2 separate regions of the Lactuca sativa genome follow, and region 1 is linked to region 2. A link is a contact called in public Hi-C data. All regions are on one chromosome and are shown on one strand. Each heading gives the region's core, a stretch centred on a gene start, on an enhancer-like site or on the middle of the called end of the contact. The rest is flanking DNA. Distances are from core to core; before and after follow the strand shown.

Region 1 (2,930 bases), core at 31-2,530, 160 kb before region 2:
AAAAAATTAAAAAAGGAAGGGTATTTTGGTAATTTTGTCTAGATTCAAAGAACTTACACTGTCTTCATTAAGGATGGACAAACAAACAGTTCCAGAGGGGTAAACATTGGGATGAAAGAAGCCTTGTGGAAATTTACACTTTGGTGGTTTACTTGGATAATCTTCAGTGAAGTGAAGGGTAAGAGGGTAATATCCACCTTCCCAATCAGTCTGCATTCATATTGTTCAAATAATAAAATTATATGAAACTATAATACAAACTCCATAATTGTTCTTTTATTGACTCCATAAACAATCCATGGAAAACATAAGGAAGACAACTAAAATCACATCTTTCGAACCCTGAATTCATTTTGTGTTCAAACATTTCTTCAAGAATCATGATAAAGTATTTCTTTCTCATGATTTCGTAACAAAATTAATGGTGTTAATGTGTTATCATATCAACAGCTTAAAAACGTAGTCTGAAAACTCATATCAATACCCTAAATTCAATGGTGTTCTCATGATTTCATCATCTTTTGTACTAATATAACAACCTTGATAAATTTTTTACACAGAATACTTAAACGAGTTCCAATGAAAGAACATAGAGATTCTTCGATCATAACAGATAGGTTTCCAGACGCATAATTGACAAAATTTTGTTCATCAATGAAATTCAAATCAAAGAATAAGATATAACGAGAACGAGAACGAGAACGAGAACTTACCCCTGTCTTACCGGGGATGGTACACTGCCAAATCATCAAATTCACTGAACCATCAGGGAGAGTCTCAGGCTTCGCCACAAAACCCTAATCAATAAAATCAAACCCAAATCGAAAATCCCCAAAAATATCAGCATATATACCTAACCATAGACACACGTTATGAAACACAATCACAAATAAACAGAAAGATGAAAAGAGAAAGGGGGATAGGACTTAGGAGACGAACATGGGGGTGATTCTTTCGCCATGCTTTTCGTTCCTCGGTGAGACGACCACGAGCAATACCACCAGACATGGTTTACAGATTTCGATCGCGATCTGCGTCTAGAATTGTGTGGGTGTGAGAAAGATTTGCAGGGTGTAGAAGTCTGCAAATGGGTTTATTATGGCGAAGAAGACGAAAGGCTGACTTTTGAGCAGTCGACTTTTTTTCTCCTTTATGATTTATTCCTTCCCCCAACAACACCACCAGTCACCACACTAAATACTAGTTTACCAATTATCGAAGATAAGCTCGAATCTGTTCCCTGTGTTTAACAAGATGAAAGGGTTTGAAAGGGTTTGAGATTTGATTACTCGTTATGATTCTCTATTTTTTGAACAAATTAGGTTTAAATTAAGAGATAAAATAAACACAGTAGTTGATTTTTGTATAATTTGTTTATTTTGTGATGTCATTTTTTGGGATTTAAAGAAAAATTATATATTGAATTTACTCAAATATTTAAATTTTAATAATTAAATAATTATTTTTATATTTTTCAAATATTTTGGAAACTCTTGTCCTTTAAATTATTGTTTTTAAGAACACGTCATATTTTATGTTAGTATTATTTTTATAAATTATTTAGTTATAAAAATAAAAGCATAACTATAAAAATATTTCGTTTTAGTAAAAATGACAAAATGTTTAATAATAAAATATGATTAGAAATTTAGAATGGATAAAATAAAATTATTATTAAGTATATGATATATATATATATATATATATATATATATATATATATATATATATATATATATATATATATCATAATAAATAATTAGATTATTGAAAAATATGAAACGAGTGAGGAAAATATAATTTATAAATTTATAATTCATATATTTCAATAATATTAAATAGTATTAAGTTATTGATTAACATTTTTAGTAAGTAATATTGTTTTTTATTTAAAGTACTTATAATAAGAAAATGAGTCTAATCATCGACATCCAAAAACTTTATTGATAAAGCTTGGAGAAACAAATAAAATGTTGGTTTAATAAAAATGATAGTTAAAAATAATGTAAAAGTATGTAAATACTTTTAGCAATAACGAAATTTGATTTGAATTCAAAAAAATTAAAATTGCAATAATAACTTATATAATGTTCACGTTCTCCCATGAAAATATAATAATTCCAAATATTTATTTTTTATTTTTTATTTTTCATCTTTTTCAACTTAATAGTTCCATTTCAAAAATACGTTGGTTAATTGTTCCAAGAAATATATATATATATATATATATATATATATATATATATATATATATATATATATATATATATATATATATATATATATATATATATATATATATATATATATATATATATATATATATATATATATATATATATATATATATATATATATATTGTTATGGGTATGTTAAATGCACACCTTTAGAAATTATCAACTTATTTAATTCATGCGTGAAAACCAAGCTACCCTTTTGCAACGTGTGATTTGGGTCGGTCGTGACGTTATGATATGAATCTATACGTGTGAATCTTTTTGCAAGTTGACAAATTGGGACATTGCCTTGTTATTTCCAATAAGGTTTTGTGCAAATGTCAAAATGCTTAATTACAAAGGAAAAATAACTACTATATTCAAAGTTGGTTAAACATTAATTATTAGATATTTGTTTTTGAAAATATATAAGTGGTTTTGTGTTTTGGATGTTGTTTTGTTATGTGATCACTCTCCTACTATTTTGGTTAGTTTGTGCGTCGATTTTAGTCCTCTTTCCTTTAAAAATTTTAATTATCGGTTGTTGCTCGATGGCATGGTTTCCACCCATAAATGTGATAAAAGTGTAGTACTCGAGTGTTCAAGTTGGAATTGGATAACCCATTTTAGTAAAGTCTAAAATGGAGTAAGTGGCTTAGAGTGTCTTTTTTTTGTTGGCTACCTAGGGTTGAAGGCTTGAAGGCCAATAGTAG
Region 2 (3,083 bases), core at 417-2,916:
TCAATTTTCATGGGATAGAGCTTCGACGAGTCCAAGTGGGGGAGTATCAATCAAACTGAGGGTATGGTAGCACGTACTTTTCAAAAAGAAACCAAAGTTTAATTTCTTGAAAACGATGTTGTAAGAAAATGAGTGAATGCAATGCACATAATCATCCGAGCACAAGTAAGTATTACCAATGTTTTAGTCATGCTATTATATATATATATATATATATATATATATATATATATATATATATATATATATATATATGTGTGTGTGTGTGTGTGTGTGTGCTTGTATGGATTATTTGCTAAGTGTATGCTTTCAAAATTGTACATGTTTAGGATTACATAGTCCTAGAATATGGGAGTCTGCCTTATTCATGTTCCTTGTTTGGTTGTGGTTTAGGGTAGAAGCTTTATTTGACAGTCTATGTGATTCTCTTTGTGTATAACTTGCATGCATAGGACAACCTGTTATAATTGATCTGGATTTCTGGTTTGGTAAGGGCTGAGAATCATAGGGCAGTCTAGGATCAGAGATGGTGTTGTGTTTATGAGTTATGATTTGTGATTGGGTGATTTAGGGATATCAGGTATGACCTTGGGGAAGGTACATGTAGGTGTGGAAGGTAGTATTAGGCTCGTACTACTGAAAGTACAGGACCTGTACCGAAGCAATGATAGACCTTGTGGCTCTTAGGAGGACGGTGTGGAGAATTCTCTTTCGATTTCTGTATATTGGTTATTTGTGATATTTTCAGTTGAGGGTGATGATGATCACGTGAGGTTCAGGATCTGGATCTGGATCAGGTATGGGCTCCGGTGCAGAGCCCATGGATGAGAGGTTGCGCGATCTTATCGCAGCCGAGGCTCGTGGCATACTTGACGCTACCCCGGTGATTTTCGATACCGTCAAGGAGGGCATCATGGAGATCATGGAGGAGAGGCTCAGGTCCTTACGAGATGAGATTACTACAGGCCAGATTGGGGCCCGAGCTCCCTCATTCAGGGAGTTCAAGGCGTGTGGAGCGCCTGAGTTCTTCGGGGTCCAGGATCCCATCTCGAAAACAAGATACCGATTCAAATTTAAAATACCCAAATCTCGCAAGAAATTTCAATTTCGTTGTTACGGAGGAAATTATGGTTCTGTATCTTTTTAAACCGTTCATCTTCTATCTCACCCCGCTTCAGTGTTTGTTGCCGATACGTCTAGAAATTCAAAGTAAAAAATACATGTGCTAACTGAAGACATTCTTTTGTTGTCGAAGGAAATATGTATGTGAAAATCTCAGGTTTTCTGCACCAGTTTTGGTTCATAGATGTCTTCTATGAATTGATTTAATTTTTGCACACCAGGTGTTTGATAAATTGTTTCAGCTGTTCTGCACAACAAGTGTTTGTCATTTTACCCGCATGAAAGTAATACTTTATGATTTTATATGAAAATACACCCAATTCATCGTATATGATTTACTAGCAACAAACCAGCAAGTTAATCCTCTTCAAAATTCAAATCGATATATATATATATATATATATATATATATATATATATATATATATATATATATATATATATATATATATATATATATATATTATTGTAAAATAATGGTTAAATCTTTTAAAATAAAAAATATATATGTTTACATCAAGGGATCGAATAAATAATCAGATTCCAACCACTTCACTTAAACGTTACTCCAAAGTCTCTCTCACTTAAAAAGATTCCCTCTTTCCGATCGCTTCATCGGAACGGAATCGCATAATCCGGCGCCAGTATGTCCACAGACTTCCAATCCATTCCACTCATCGGTAAATTTCTCATATCATTTTGGCGAAAATTTAAAACCTAGGATCGCTATTTCACTATAGCCTTTTGTCGTTATACTACTCAATCAATACAATAATTGCAATAATCTAAGGTTGAAGAAACATCAGGAAGTTCCGATTTGTATTCACTCGATTTAGAAGTTCATCTTCTCTTCTTCGTCGTCATATATATTTCTTGAATAAAAAACGTCGTGTAGTGAAAATTTTAGGTGTTTCTAGAGTTGCGTTATCCAAGCTATTGTTGTAAATCTATGTTGATTTCGAATTCAAGAACCAATTTGCTTCAATCGATCGCTTTAATTGCAATGTTTCTTAAGAATATTTGTTAGGAATTATTAATTGGCTTGATAATTGATATGTTGTGTTTGGTTTTCCTTGTATTTGTGAGGCAGATATTAGTCCTCTTGTGGCCAAGTGTGATGATCCAAATGTAGCCCAAGACAAAGATGTTGCAGAAGTTGTTAGACTTCTAGATCAAGCTTGTAGAGAAGCTGGATTCTTTTACGTGGTATTTAATGCTAACCTATCTTTCTTTAACCCTTTTGATGTGACAAAGCATGTTGTACTCCGTTCACGACATTGATCGTGACTGTAATTGTCTGACGACATTCATTGACAGATTGATTGTGACTGTGTCTGTGACTGTAATTGGGACGACATTGATTGACAGATTGATTGTGACTGTGAATGAGATAGTATAACGATATTATACTGTGATTGTGACTGATGTTAATAGATATAATTGAACAGAAAGGACATGGTATACCGGACTCTCTTATCAAAGAGGTTAGAGAAATAACACACAAGTATTTTGGTCAACCTTACGAGGAGAAACTCAAGATCAAATTATCCGACAAAACCGGATACAGGTTTCTCCAAATCAAATCAACATCTTCACTTAACAGTATTTATTAAAAAAAATACATCCACATTCGACAATCATTCTTATTATTTTTTTTTTTAAAAAAAAAACATAGGGGATACCAAAGAGTTGGTGAAAATATCACTAAAGGCATACCCGATAGACACGAAGCCATTGATGTAAGTTCCTCCATATTTTTACCTCCAAACCATTTTTATCCCTCTCTTATAACACGTTTTCTAACAGTGTTATAGTGAACTAAAGAAAGGGATGTATGGAGGTCTTGGTGACCCATTAGTAGGAATCAATAAATGGTATGTAAAGCTTTTATTTCATTAACAAAAGAACCATTAACAAAAGCTTTTATTTCATTAACAAGGTTGTATTTAAATGCACATTTT

The links. A called contact is a pair of places that touch in the nucleus more often than the background predicts.
Region 1: a Hi-C map of leaf shows a contact between it and region 2, with 4 times the contacts expected there. The contact joins the promoter of LOC111911626 here to the promoter of LOC111911624 in region 2. A contact is called at or near these places in 2 of 4 Hi-C or Micro-C datasets (leaf and seed).

Annotation. Positions count from the first base shown.
Region 1 is chr3:140,954,312-140,957,241 of Lsat_Salinas_v11, reverse strand. It overlaps LOC111911626 (SUMO-conjugating enzyme SCE1), which reads right to left and starts at 1,280. Exons shown (of 5, transcript XM_023907385.3): 1 at 940-1,280; 2 at 714-797; 3 at 58-210. The coding sequence starts at 1,008.
Region 2 is chr3:140,793,594-140,796,676 of Lsat_Salinas_v11, reverse strand. It overlaps LOC111911624 (probable 2-oxoglutarate-dependent dioxygenase At3g50210), which reads left to right and starts at 1,666. Exons shown (of 11, transcript XM_042900295.2): 1 at 1,666-1,802; 2 at 2,213-2,328; 3 at 2,571-2,689; 4 at 2,798-2,861; 5 at 2,929-2,996. The coding sequence starts at 1,769.